Regions from separate parts of the Anas platyrhynchos genome. Here region 1 is linked to region 2. A link is a contact called in public Hi-C data. All regions are on one chromosome and are shown on one strand. Each heading gives the region's core, a stretch centred on a gene start, on an enhancer-like site or on the middle of the called end of the contact. The rest is flanking DNA. Distances are from core to core; before and after follow the strand shown. Region 1 has its middle 74 kb from the start of P3H2. Region 2 holds the start of TP63 (tumor protein p63).

What was found. Hi-C and Micro-C count contacts between places; a contact is called where the count stands out from the background.
Region 1: a Hi-C map of subcutaneous adipose tissue shows a contact between it and region 2, with 2.5 times the contacts expected there. The contact joins the enhancer-like site here to the promoter of TP63 in region 2. A contact is called at or near these places in 3 of 8 Hi-C or Micro-C datasets (F5 follicle, liver and subcutaneous adipose tissue).

Annotation. Positions count from the first base shown.
Region 1 is chr9:11,353,227-11,356,741 of IASCAAS_PekinDuck_T2T, forward strand. No RefSeq gene overlaps it. Among named protein-coding and RNA genes, the nearest start is that of P3H2, 74 kb to the right of the region's middle. Within about 2 kb of position 2,160, at least 2 of the 8 cell types and tissues checked have an H3K27ac peak or open chromatin away from gene starts, as enhancers often do.
Region 2 is chr9:11,196,634-11,199,837 of IASCAAS_PekinDuck_T2T, forward strand. TP63 (tumor protein p63) reads left to right here and starts at 1,603. Exons shown (of 15, transcript XM_038183798.2): 1 at 1,603-1,673. LOC140003173 (a long non-coding RNA gene) reads left to right here and starts at 1,728. Exons shown (of 3, transcript XR_011811278.1): 1 at 1,728-1,818.

The DNA.
Region 1 (3,515 bases), core at 910-3,409, 160 kb after region 2:
CACCCTTGGAGTTTGGGGATGCTTGTCCTTCATGCCTAGCTTACATCAAAGACCCCATGCATCACTACATGCATCTTCTCTTCTACCTTTTGCCCTTTTCTTTGTATCTTAGTTCCTCCTGGCTGTACTGCTTCAGTCTGATGGGCCGTTGCCTTAATGGCCCAGCTTCATCAGTGGTGTCTGTATAAAACCAATGTCTGCCTCCTACAGCTTTCCTAAGGTTGTGGCTGGGGGAAAAGGCTCAGGAAGGCACTAAAAAGTCAGGGAAAAACTCATGAACACCTTAAAAGAGGAAAATGCCATCGCTTCTCTTGGGAGTTACTTTCACATTGACCATCAAGGCAGGGAATGCCTGCCTCATTTCTTTGGTTCTGGTCGCTGCTGCTTTTCCCTTTGGCCAAAGGCTTAGAGAAGCTCTTGTCTCTGGCTATCGCTAGCTGGAGGCATCATTGCCCTTGTTCCACTTGGATAGGCAGGGATTGCTTGAAAGTGCTATTAAAAACTAATATGCTCCCCTCAAAGAGAGAAGTGCTGCTACGATGACTGCCAGAACTTGCTGTTTCAGCTGATGGGCTCCTTGCCTCTAGATGAGCAAACTGAATCAGGTAAAATAAGATTTCAGTTTCCATTAACCAGATAGGCTTGAAACATGTTTGCTGACGATTGCAATAGCCGTCTGCTGTGAACCATTGCTAGATTAGAAACTTCTGCGTTGCTTATATGAGAGCAATGGTTTTGGTGCAGAGGAATCCCAAGCTAGTGCTCTCCCTTTCATCCTCCACATGTTCCTGTTGGAATCTTGTCTTTGGATAATGAGATAACTCATATGCAGGTATGAAGTTTCCTAAGCACACTGAAGCTAGCCAGTTTGGGCCCTACAGCCCCGCCTGGCAGCCAGGCTGGAGCTGGTGGGGCCTGAGGCCTGGGATGTTCTGGCTCTCTGTGATCCATAAGAGCTGGGAATTGACTTCCCAAGCACACAGCAGAGGGAGGAGGCCGGAGTTTTGGAGCCATTTTGTTGAGGCTCGGATACATTGGCTGTGAAGGTCAGATGAATGTGAAGGAAACTAATCTGTACACTTTGTCGGCAAGGACTAGTTCAGCCTTCTCCCAGCTTTCTTCCTTAGGAATGAAGTGCCAATATTTTACTCAGGTGTATGGCAGTTACCCTTTGCTGCAACTTTGCTGTCCCGTTCAGGGCCACATATGCTGGTCCCTCTTCTTTGTATGCGCATGCTCTCTGGGTTAGATATGTTATCCCTTGAGCACAAGCCGTTAATATCAGCTCTGTGGGCCTGGGTGGTTTTGGCTTTGTGTACCTGTGTGTGTTTACATGCATGGGTTTCTTGTAGTGGGGCCTGGATCCTCTCCACAGCCCCCTGCGCCTGCCTGTGGGTGCTGCCCACTGCGCCATGCCCAGCTGCTGGGTGAGCACAGCCGGGTGCTGCCCCAGCTCGGCAATTGGGATCCCCACAGACGTGTGCCGGTCCGATTCCTTTCTGGGGGGAGGAAGGGGCAGCTGGTTTTGTTAAAATGCTTTGACTTCCTTGTAAACACTCCCACAGACTCGTGCGTTGTGTTTCAGGAGCCGTCAGCTCTGCCTGCATGAAGCAAGCCAGATGCCTGTGACTGGGGGAGAGTAAAGGAAAAGCTGCTGGGGGGTGTGAGGGGAAGGGGCAGGAGACACACAGCTTGGGGGGCTGCATCTGCCTGCCCCTGGGGCACAGTGAGCACCACGGGGCAGCCTGGGGCCAGCGTGCGGCCATCGGGTGCCTGCAGCACCGAAGCCAAAGGGCATCACCCCACTGCCCCAGCAACACCTGACACAGCCCACGGGTATCTGGATTTTGGCCTGAAAGCTCTAAGTTTTTGGGGAGGGTCTTCATGCAGCATTCATCTGTTTTTTGTTTTTGTTTTTTTTTTTTCTCACTTCCACTGCAGTGCACGGCTCTTTGCATTCAGCACCAACACAGGCACTGCAGCCAGCGGCTTTTTTGGCTGTGCCACTTCCCCCGACGGTGGGGATGCGTGCTCCAACATGAGGTGGGTGCCTTCTGGCATGCTCAGCAATTACTCACAGGCAGCTGGGCTGATACCAACCATTACAGCATACAAGGGAGATGCTTACATTGTCTCTCCCAACTGCCTAGGGTAGGAGATTAGGCTCCCTGCATCATCAGTGGCAAGAAAGTCCCCGGGGAGCCATTCAGAACATATTAACTTCCCACTCTGAATCATGCCCTGGAAGATGTGGTCTCATTATTGCCTGCATAAAGGTCAAGGGAAGATGAAGTTTGTTTGTTAATATTAAGCAGGATGGCTCTGTCCCTGCAATCAGCTTTGCTGGGTTCCTGAGGCTCGGGGCTGCTCTGCCAGAGAAGCTCCCATGGCAGAGCCGTGTGCCAGGCAAGCAGCTGGCTGCGGGGCTCCACGTGCAGAGAAGAAACCGGTGCAGGAGCTGAAAATGAAAAAATAGAGAGAAAAAAAAAATATATATATATATTGGGAGACCTGGGTAAGAGCTGGTGCTTTTAATATTGTATTTTTACAGCCAGTACTCTCGAAATGAATATCTAGCAGCAGAAGTGAAAATATATATATATTTTTTTAATTAAACAAATAGAAAAAAAAAAAAAAGAGAGAGAGAGACGAGGGGAGCTCGCTCCCGCATTCCTCATCTCCTTTGTCGCAGGGGCTTCCTCGGAGAGGAGCGGAGCGCAGCGGGCGGGCACCACTGCCCTCTGCCGGGGCCGCGCTCCGGGCTCCCCGGGGCCGCAGCAGCACGGACGGGGCTGCAGCCCCCACCTCGGAGCCGCTGTGCCCCCCCGGCTGCTCCTCTGCGAGCAGCGTGGCCGAGTTTTGCAGAACTGCATTTTTTTTTATTATTATTATTATTTTTTTTAATTTTGACACACACTCACAAAACCCATCCCACGCGCGGGAGCTGTTTCGGTGCCTCTTGGATATTCATTTTGCATGGCTTGGATAAACGAGTGACCTGTGGGGGTTTTGGGGGAGCATTTGTTGTAGCTGCACCTGGGGAAAGGTGCTGCTCTCCTGCCCTTTGCTGTGCACCCAGGGATCCCCCAGAGCAGTGCCCGTGCCAGGCAGCACTGGCACCAGTGGGAAAGGCAGAAGGCGAAGCTCTGAACCTGTCCCCTGCCAAAGCAGCAGGGCCGAATGCCCTCATGCCAGGCAGATCTTGGGTGTCAAAAGGCTAAAGCTGTGCCCTGGCTTGACAAAAACCTCTGCTTGGAGCTGCCTTTGGAGGGAAGCAGCCCCGCGTGGCTCCCCGGTGCAGCATCACCCCGCAGCCCCGGCCAGCCTGCAGCAGCACGCTGCGTGCCTGGCCTGAGGGCAAGACGCGCTCCACCTTCCCTCCACGCACGCAGCACCTCGGCTGCAAAAATGCAAAAAAGTCCTCGCTGCCCCAGCGATACGCATCTCCTCCAGCTGAGAAAACACCACCAGCTATTTTGCAGCGAGCGCACGCCGCAGCCAGGAACTCCCACTGC
Region 2 (3,204 bases), core at 353-2,852:
GGGAGCCTTAGGCCTGTGCCTTGCCAGCACTGCATTTCAGGGTGTCATCTCAAAAAATCCTCTGTCAGTGTGTGCTGAAGATACACAACCTCAGAATGGAGAAAGGTGGCTTGAACTTTTCTCATCCTTCCAATAGCAGCAGACAAATTAAGCTGACTTTAGAATTTAAAGTAGCTTCTCAGATGCTCTAATTATGGCATCTTCATCAGCACTACCTCTGAAACCCCAAACCCACACAGTCTGAGCGATATGAGTAGGTTCTCCTTCCTACAGCCTGCCAGATGCAGGGTCCTTTTGCATCAGTCCCAGAGTGCTTCTTGGGTGGGGTGGCTTTGCCCTGGCTGCTGTAAGGTCCCTTCGCATTGAGAGAAATGAGAAGTGCCCAAAGGACAGTGCCCCACTTACCACGAGGGCAAATGCCTTATTAGACTCATGTGAATCTTACACAAACCTTCTGTGCACACTGGTTGAGGAGGAAGTAATGTAGGGCAGCATGGTTTTACTTCCCCAATACCAAATTTATCTTCACTGGCTGGCTGTACCCAGGGCAATTTTCTGGAAAGCATCAGAAGCTGCTCTATCAAGGACTGGCTGAGCTCTTCTGGCTGCGGGAGCTGGGCACCTCTCAGCTCCCTCGTACCAGTCTCTGGAAGCACAGCCCTGTGACATGAAAAAAACATTGCTGGAGCCCAACTCTCACACACAGGAATGGGAGCAATGCTGGCTTTCCTAAAATACCATCCCATCAGCTCCATTGCAAGGAAAAGCCGAGGAAACTTATTTTTAAGCCAAATCCAATTTAAAATTAAAGAAAAAAAAAAAAAAAAAAAGGAAGCAGTTAAAGGTACACTTTAACGTGCACTAATGAACTGTAGAGTATATAGAGTCTAAATTTTAGAGATATTTTGAAAGCAGCTCCCCAAAAAATAAAAGCATTACACAGAAATCTCTCGATTTTCTAGGCTGTGTCCGACGTGTCGGTGTTAAAGCAGAAGCTGAGGATCTTTCCTTCTCCCTTTTTCACCCTCCCTCACTCTCACTGCCTTCTAACCACTAACAGTGAGTAAAAATATTCATGTTTCAGTCCAGTACCTTTTTGCACGCCTCACACTAGAGGTTTTTTTCCATTCCCCTGGGGTTGGGCAGGCCTCGATTATCACTCTAATAGAGTTAATTAAGAGCCTCGAGGCCCTGATGTTTTGTTTTCTTTGGGACCAAACCTATAGCTTGGGCCTGTGAGCTACCTGCTCTGCCTCAACCCCTTCTCTGAAAAACAACCAGGCGAAATTCAGCAAATGGCTCTTTGGGAGACACGTGCACCCTCCTGCCTGGCGTGGTGTTATGGGAGGAGGTGTCCTCTCTGCCCTGGGGCTGTGAAAAGCATCCTGAGAAGACACGTGCTGATCCGTAGCTGTGAACTGGACAACAGCTTAAACAAAAATAACCATAGGAAATGATTCAGCAAGTTAAGGCATGGCCCCAAGAAGCCCATCTCTTGGATGGGCTTGGTGCTTGGGATGCTGGCAGAGCAGCAGCCTGCTCAGAAGCAGGTGAATGCTATCATGTAGGGTCACTGATAGCTTATCCTTAGCACCTGGGAGAGCCAGTCCCCAAAAGTGAGATTTCATCCTTGCCACAGCCTCACTCAGCTCAATGGGAATCTCTGAGATCAGGTAAGGACTTTCCTTTTTAATAAATACAGGAGCGTAGGGTCACTCCCACACGTAGTATAAAATAATAAAAGGCTTTTATGTGGGAATCTTGCTGTCCTCTGGAGAGCCGTAAAGATCAAAGACTTAAAGCAGTGGCTAATTGCAGGTGAGGTTACTACTGTGAAACAATTGCCCTGTGCGTGTGTGTGTGAAAATAGAGAGGGCACGTTGCTAGCGAACTGAAATGTCTGCTATAAAACTGCTCTCCATTTTAAGGGTTGTTAACTGTTCTCTTGCTGAGTTATGAATCTTCTAAATGACTGGTTTGAGGCCCGGTGGCGCTTGTCCCCTTCCTAGGCTTGTGGCCAAAATGTGTGCCCAATGATCAAGTGTAGTACTTAAATGATGGGGAGAAAATCCTGGAAAAAGCTAGCATGATATTCTGGACAGGAAACTATGCTCTTTGGTCCATGAGGTGTTTTCATGGTGCAAAGAGGAAAAAGGAGACTTGAAAAGTACAATCTGGGTGTCTTGAAGCCTCTGTCTCAAAATTTTACAGGGCCGTTTAATAATTTGAAGGGTAACAGTAAACTATTGCCATGATTTGAAACTGTCTAGGCTACAAAACCAGGATGAGAACAGTTTTCCATGAAGCTGAAGGCCCCTAAGGATGTCCCTGAGCTGAGCTCTCAACCCTATGTTTACTACTTGTTTACTAGTGCTGTGGAAACTGTGATGAACCAGAGAAAAAAAAATGGTATTAAGAGTAGCGAAGAGGGGTTTCAAAGGGAAGGAACTGAGCTGGTAATTGAACAACAAAACGGCCTTGGGAATTCATGTCTGAGAAATGTTCCTCCGGAAAGGATGAGCAGAGCTGAACAGGCACAGCCCTGGGTTCCTGGGTACCCGATGTTCAGGAGACAAGGCCTGGGGCTGCTCTGTGGTAAGCTCTGTGTGGCCAGAAGAACAGACAAAACAAAAGCAGAAAGGGTTAGAAATGAAGACCTGATTTTTTTTTACAAGGGTAAGGCCCTGCTCTGGGGTCTTGTGTTTTCTCCTTGTGCAGATGAGAAGCTGAAAAAGCAGGGAGAAGGGACGGGGGCTTGGTGCACAGGGAGTACTTCTGTGTCAAGGCAGAGTGAAAGATTCCTTCCTTATGAGATGGTAAAGGGGATGAAGAACTGGCAAAATGACAAATACCAAGTATTCCTATTCTCCCTTTGCTTTTCTGTCATGTGAAAGATGTGTGAAAGATGTTCAGAGAAAGAGGTAAGCAAAAAGCAGATTTTCAACAAGCTTTCAAGTAACCAAAGAAAAGTTTTCATTAGCTTTTTTTTTTTTTTCCTCCTCTTCCCTTGCTAATGTCTGAATGCTCTCCAGACTGATAAGCTGTGCCAGGACTACTGAAATATAGCAAAGCCTGGGGGCTATGTAGATGTGTAAGAGTGGCACTAGGCACATTGTGCATTCGTTCGAGTTCCCTGTTCAAGAAATGAAGCAAAAGGCTGTATCCTCATCCCCTCCTGGGCTTTTCCATCTCTGCTCTGCATCC